2 separate regions of the Pan troglodytes genome follow, and region 1 is linked to region 2. A link is a contact called in public Hi-C data. All regions are on one chromosome and are shown on one strand. The core of a region is the stretch at or near the end of the contact, and the rest is flanking DNA. Distances in the headings are between cores, read along the strand shown. Region 1 holds the start of RGMB (repulsive guidance molecule BMP co-receptor b). Region 2 holds the start of RIOK2 (RIO kinase 2).

What was found. Hi-C and Micro-C count contacts between places; a contact is called where the count stands out from the background.
Region 1: a contact with region 2 is called in a Hi-C map of stem cell-derived neural progenitor cells, with 6 times the contacts expected there. The contact joins the promoter of RGMB here to the promoter of RIOK2 in region 2. A contact is called at or near these places in 2 of 7 Hi-C or Micro-C datasets (blood and stem cell-derived neural progenitor cells).

Annotation. Positions count from the first base shown.
Region 1 is chr4:96,444,929-96,448,361 of NHGRI_mPanTro3-v2.0_pri, reverse strand. RGMB (repulsive guidance molecule BMP co-receptor b) reads right to left here and starts at 1,543. Exons shown (of 5, transcript XM_517848.9): 1 at 1,460-1,543; 2 at 412-487. The coding sequence starts at 416. It overlaps LOC107974787 (a long non-coding RNA gene), which reads left to right. Exons shown (of 3, transcript XR_008548037.2): 2 at 1-252; 3 at 832-1,467.
Region 2 is chr4:94,856,866-94,860,652 of NHGRI_mPanTro3-v2.0_pri, reverse strand. It overlaps RIOK2 (RIO kinase 2), which reads left to right and starts at 2,311. Exons shown (of 10, transcript XM_009449398.5): 1 at 2,311-2,942. The coding sequence starts at 2,877. LOC134810088 (a long non-coding RNA gene) reads right to left here and starts at 2,241. Exons shown (of 10, transcript XR_010157274.1): 1 at 2,152-2,241.

The DNA.
Region 1 (3,433 bases), core at 294-2,793, 1.6 Mb before region 2:
TGGATTCTAAACAAGATGCAGTTTCATTTCCTGAGCCTATACGTGATGTTTTTAACTGTTCTCCAGTTAATATGTCTCCATTTCCAGAAATCTAACAGGAGAATCTCTGACTGCTTAACAGATCACCTAAGCTTGCGATTTGTGCAATCCATTCTAGAGTAAGGGCTCCCCGGCTGCTCCCCGGCCACTGTGTACCCAAAGCAGCGGCTGAAATAGCCCGGAGTCCAACAGCTCAGCGTCAAGCAGCTCGTGGTTTGTACTTACATCATTTTTTTTTTCAGAGCAGGAGTGAAAGTTTATTAAAAAGCGTTAGAACAGTAAGGAAAGGAAAGGAAAGGAGAGAAAATAAGGAAAGTACAACTTGGAAGAGGGCCAAGCGGGCGACTTGAGAAATCGAGTGCCTGTACTTACATCATTCTTAACCCTTTCGCTCCTGGAGAGGGCTCAGCGGGATCAGGGGGCCCCTGAACTTCGGAACACGCAGGACCTGGGTGTGAGAGAAGAGTCCCAGAGCTTGGCGTGAGCAATGCACTCGCGGAGGGAGAGAGCCCGGGGCTTGCGGGGGGCTCATCACTCGCTCGTAGACAACGGGCCCCCGCAATCCCTGCGGGCTCCGCCGCTGCTCTCACCGCTCAAAACGGCAGGTGCAAAAAGCATTTGGGAGCCGCTTGCCAGCGCGCGGAGGTAATGCGCTTCCTGTCCATTTATCTCAGGAAACCAGTGCAGCCTTCCCTTCGAAACAAAATTAACCTCTCATTAGCCAGCCACTCGCTCCCAAGAAGGCCTTAAAAGCTTTACCAGCTCGCTAATGTATTTAGGCTTTTCTTCCAGGCAAACGCAGCCGCCGGTCTTGACTGCCATCACCCAAGGGGTTCCTCTGGGCTCTCCCGCGAGCCAACAGCCGACCTCTCTCCAGCCTAGTCTGGGAAACTCCAGCCAACCCAGGATCCCATTTTGTAGTCCCGGGCAGACCCGAAACCCCTGAAAGAACTCCACTCCAGAAGACGCCAGAACAAGTTCCCACGAATTTCATGGGCGCCCTTCACATGAAAACCTCAGCTCCCCTATCCTCAAGGAACGGGGAAGGGCGCCGGGGAGGGACTTCGGTGGCCAGCTGTCCCTGGGTCGTGGGCGCTGTTTGCTCTGCGGAGCGCCAGCCCTGCACACAGCGGGTGCGGGAAGCGTTGATGGGAGGCTGGAGGGCGGGGTGAGCGTAAACTAGGATCTAGCCGGTTCCAGGCGTGGAGAATCAAATGTGGTCCTAGATCTGTAAGTTGCGAAAAGGGGCTTTTGGGAGCGTCAGAGCTTTCTCACTCCGGCCCCCCGCCGCCTTGAGGCTGGCAGATTTATACCACACAGGTGGATGGAGACCTAAACAAAACAGTCCCTGCCGCTGCCTGCCGCTCGCCCCCCACGTCCCCCGGGCCCACCGCAAACTTCAACAAAATAAACAACTCACCACAGGCATTCCCTTGTCTGCAGCGCGACGCTTGCCAGCTGGGAAAATAAGCCGCAAGCCACGCGGCCGAGGCGCGGAGGGAAGGCAGCGCGGCGCCCGCCCCTCTCCCCCAGGTGGGGGGCAGCGGGACTCGGGGCGGGAGGGAGGCTCCGCCTCGGGGGCCGCTCTCCCAGTTCTCCGACTCCGGAATGAGCTCTGGGAGAGGATCTGCGCCCTTCCAGCTAGCCCGATTTCTCCGCCATCCAGGGGAGAGGGCGGGGAGCCAAATCCCTCAGCCCCCCGCACCCCAGCAGCTTCCTCCAGGCAGCTTTCTCCCCAGTCAGCCTCAAATAGAGGTGAACAGAGACCCTCCCCTCCCCCTAGCAACCCCTCTATCGCCACACTGCCCCCTGCCGGCGCTACCCGGCTCATTCCGGCCCTGCGGACGGCTGGGGGCGTAGGGGCGCCGCAGACCCCCGCGTCCAGGTCCTGGATCAGTTCTCTCTTCGCCTTCCCCCCACCACACTCAATCTTGCACAAAGACGCCTTTCACGCCGCCAGCGCCACCCTCCGCGCCACCCTCCGCGCCGCCCTCCGGGCCGGCGGCGCTGCCTTCGCCCACCCGCGGCACCAGCCGATTCCTGGTGGGCGATTGTGCCACTCGTCGCCAGGCAGGGCGGCAGCGGACGCGTGCGGGCTGTTCCCACTCCGCGCCCCGGCCAAGGCGCCAGATGCGCTGCCCCCCCGCCACGTTCTCTAGCTGCCCGCCGGCAGCCGCAGAATGCACCCCTTTCTCTCCGTAAATGATCCTTAAGGGTCTTCCAAGTGTTTCTAAAATGGGTACAGTGGCGGGAATGGTCCGCTGGACTTTCGCCGAAATAAGGAATCCAGCGATCTTACCTGACCACCTAAGGTGCCAGTGTGCCTTTACAGCTTAAGAAAGCCAAAGATAAAGATTTGGAAATAAAGAGGGGAGAGAGGGTTTAAAGAGACACCTAAGGCCCAGAGCAAGTGTGTTACAAAGAATGAGCCCATGAAATGTTCGAGGGAGGACGGTCGCTTCGATCAGCGTGGAAGGCGTGGAGGGCAAGAAGAAAGCGATTAACTTTCTACCTTACATTGATCTTCCAAAGTAGAAAAACAAACAAACAAAAAACATCCCAGATACTCAGCGGCAGCTAATCGGCGCGTTCAACGCCTGGAACTAGCGGGCTACTTCTCTTAGTCAAGTCAAATGCTCAAGTATCCTGACTCAGGGAGGTCACTTCTTGCCTCCTTAGGCAAGAATCTACGACCCTCTCCAGCTTTGCTTTGCTTTCTCCTCCCCAACCCCTCCTTACAGTTTCTCCGGCTAACGCTAGAGGCAGCATAGGGCAGTATAAAGAGGACGAGTGGGAATCCACAGAGGAAGGTCTAGTCCTGACTTTCTGGGTCTGGGCTTTAGGCAACTGATTTAACGTCTTTGGACCTTGGGGTCACTATCAAGAAAGGATGTGTAAGAGGCAATAATTAGTAAAATTTACATATCCTTCTCTTTCTTAAATTCGATGACAATGAACGCCCTTCCTCCAAACCTCTGCAGGTTCCTCCTTAGTATTTTTTCACCTTGCTTTATCTTCTCCAAGTGCCAGTCAAATGGAAAAAAAAATACTGAGATTGTTTCAAGGTAAATGTAAGACACATTGAAACATACCCTTTTGCATCTGAGAATTTAAAAAGAAGAAGAAGAAAAAAAAACCCAACTCAGCTCCTGGTTCACAAAAGCAAGGAATTTTAATGTCCCCACTTGTTTTGCTTTTGAAAAGCCACTCCAGCAGTCAGCAAAGCACAGCTTTGATTTAGAAACTAAAGGCTAGTCTCTTGTGTTTTTCTTTTCCCTTCCACCAACACAAAGACAAGCTGCAGCATAAAATAATGATGAACAAGAGTTCAAAGCAAGCCCAGTGAGCCAGCCCAGAGGATGTTTTTTAATGCAGCCCCAGTCCTTCCTCCCTC
Region 2 (3,787 bases), core at 1,062-3,561:
AGTAGGGAAGAGGTAATATTACAGGTGGAGGGAAAAGTATTACAGGTGAAGGGAAAACTTAGTAAAAAAGAAATTTAAGGGAGTTATACAGGGAAAACAAAAGTAGTTCAATTAGACAAGAGTACAAGCTGCTTGAAGATGGTGATACAGATTGTTGACAATCCTGAATGCCAGTCTAAACGTGCACTTTGATCTGTAGACAGTTAAGGTTCTCTGCAACTTGTAAGGACAGGGTCAGGGCAGGGGAGGTAAGGGAGGAGGAAACACCAACATGATACACCTTTTGCACATCTGTGTCACACTACTCTCTATTTTTCTACTCTTCACCCTCCAACACAGGTATGAGGGTTGAGATTGATTCCCCAGGACCTAGTAAAAAAGTATGGCATATATGTTTGATGAATAGTGAATGCATTAACGAATAATACTGTACATGTTTTGTTTTACTCATCACTAAGCATGGTATGAGGGAGTAGAACAGAATACCAAACTGTACTTCAATCACTTACTTTTACTCTTCAAAGTTCTGATTATTAAAATGATTTTATTTTAAAAGTAATATTCCAAATATAAGAGATTTGGACTTAATGTGATTAACCGTAAGGCATACTTCAGAACACCAATAGCAATTCTAGTCAATTCCACTCAGTTAATGGTGGCTGTCTGAGGCAATGTTGAGAAATAATGTAAGAATTGCACCATAATAGATTAGGAACATTTGCTAAAGTGCTGGATTCGGAGTAGAAACATAAATGGCTTGTTTCCCATTCCATTCTTGCTCTAGAAGTTAGTTATTTGCATACAAATGGCCAACAGGTACATGAAAAATTGCTCAACATCACTAAGTATATAAGAAATGAAAATCAAAGCCATAATGAGATATTATCTTACCCCAGTCCAAATGGCTACTGTTAAAAAGACAAAAAATAATGGATGTTGGTGAAGATGCGGAGAAAAGAGAACTCTTATACACTGTTGATGAGAATGTAAATTAGTACAGCCACTGTGGAAAAGTATATGGAGATTTCTCAGAAAATTAAAAATAGAATTATTCAATCCAGCAATCCCACTATTGGGTATCTACCCAAAGGAAAGAAATCAGTATATCAAAGGGATACCTACACTTGCATGTTTATCGCAGCACTATTCACAATAGCAAAGCTATGGAATCAACCTAAGTGTCCATCAACAGATGAATGGATAAAGAAAATGTGGTATATATACACAATGGAGTACTATTCAGACATAAAAAATGAAATCTTGCCATTTGCAGTAACATGGATGGAGCTGGAGGTCATTATCTTAAGGGAAATAAGCCAGGAACAAAAAGACAAATATCACATGCTCTTACTTATATGTGGAAGCTAAAAAATTTGATCACATGAAGGTAGAGAGTGGAAAGACAGATAACAGACTGGGAAAGATGAGGGGAGTGGGAACAGGATGAAGAGAGTAGGTTAAAGGTTACAAACATGGAGTCAGATAGAAGGAATATATTCACTGTTTGATAGTAGAGTAGGGTAACTATAGTTAGACAAAAATATATTGTATTTGGATGATAGACACCCTAAATACTTGTAATAAAATTTCTCACGTACCCCATGAATTTGTACAAATAAAGTTAGTCACTTGGTTTTTTAAAAAACTTTTCGCCCAGGCGCGGTGGCTCATGCCTGTAATCCCAGCACTTTGGGAGACTGAGGGGGGCGGATCACCTGAGGCCAGGAGTTTGAAACCAGTCTGGTCAACAGGGCGAAACCCCATCTCTACTAAAAATAAAAATATTAGCAGGGCGTGGTGGTGTGAGCCTATAATCCCAGCTACTTAGGAGGCTGAGGGAGAAGAATTCCTTGAACCTAGAGGGCAGAGGTTGCAGTGAGCCAAGATCGCGCCCCTGTACTTCAGTCTGGGTGACAGAGCCGGGCTCTGTCTCAAAAATAAAAAAATAATTCATTTCTATGCCTTCTTATGTAAGTACAGAAAGAAAAATTCCGTTTAAATGGAGATGTTCATTGGTTGAATATGGTTAATCAAAGACATGCTGCATTCAAGTAAAAAGCAGACAAAGGCTTGAATATCGAGGAGTTGCAGAGCCAGTATGGGTAACTATTCTAAAATCCTTAAATTGCTCCTGGGCCCTCGAAGTCCTACCCGCGTAGGTCAGCCCGAACTATCAAAATCCCCACTTCCTCTGGAGGTAAGGACGTCCGCCGCACTCTCCACGTGTCACCTTAAACTCCTACCCCAAGCAGCGCAGGCGCACTTCGAAGCCTCCCAGACCAACTTAAGAGAAGTACTGAGCAAGCGCATGAGTTCCATTAACCACGCCCTCCGGAGCTGCCGGAGCAGGCGCAATTAGAAGTAGAGGGCGTGCTTGTGTGATTACAGTCCACTTTACCTTTAACAGATTTGGTTGTCTGGACTCTAGCTCAGATTCTTTTACCCCTGTCTTGTTGGAAGTCACTTTGCCTAGAGTAGAAGTTGTTTGCGGGAAAAATTTGCTCCTCCCATTAAGTAACCACTTTGCTCTCTGAGGCGGAACGTGTCATTGAGGCAGCAAGTCCTGACAGATATGGAAAAAAAATGGCACATTGTAGAGAATATCTACACTCCGCCAACTCAGTCACAACGCAAAAATTACACAAAAATAAAACGTTCACTTGTTACATACTATGTGCTTCATAAAACATACAAGTAGTTTTATTTTCCTATATCAATGAGAACAGCACTTCTGTCTATTAACAAGGACCTATACTAAGACGCAGCGCGTGCGCGAGCCATCTGGCGCTGTAAAGCGCTTAGAGGCCGGAATAACGACCTGCCTTACGCTTTGCGGCTGTCGTGGGAGAGGCATCTGGGTTCGGACTGGGGCCGCCATGGGTAAGGTGAATGTGGCCAAGTTGCGTTACATGAGCCGAGATGACTTCAGGGTCTTGATCGCGGTAAGAAACCCGCCGTTCCTGCTCTCCCTTCCCCTTACCACTGTGTGACCTCTTCCTGTTCCTGCAAGTTTTCTGGGATCTGAGCAGGCACGCTCTGGGACCCGGGACGTGGCAGAAGCTGGGAATGGAGAAGAGAGCATTCAGAAAGTCGGATTTTTAAAAAGGTTTTGTTTGGGAGCTTACCTTCCCCCAGATAGAGCAAAGGTCCCGTCTTCTAATAATTGTTTTCTTTTCTGCTGCTATTCGCTTTGCGCTGAAGAGAAACGCTTGCATCTCTGTGGCCTGGAAACTTCTCTGATCCTGAGCTTCCGACCAGCTGTGAAAGGTTTAAGCTCCCCCCTCCTGAGATTTGATAATATTGACTTCCCTACTAACAGACTCAGTCGCATAGCAGTCTTTCTGATTCATTCAGTCAACACATATTTATTTGTCGGGTTTTTAGTAGCAACATTAGGAGGTTCACTTGTTCAAACAGACAAGTGGAGAGGGAGACACAGATCATCAAGTAAACGAAAAATAGGATAATGGATAAATGCTATGAAAATGATAAAGGATAATGGCATAGAAAGTATATGTATCTGGTGGAGAGGAGGGGCACAAGTTATTGGCCTTTGGTAGACAATGAATAAATATTCACTAAATGAAAGAATGAATGGGGGAATAATAGGAGCTGTGTGAGAAGGAGACAGCCCAGTGAAGTCCTTGGAAAGAGTTGGAGGCAGAGGAAACAGCAGTAGTAAGTGCAAAGGCCTTGAGACAGAAAAGTCTTTGAAGAGAGGAAAGGCCAACGTAATGTGGCTGGAGCAAAGTGAGATGCACACTTATGGTTGGAGATGTAGCGGAAA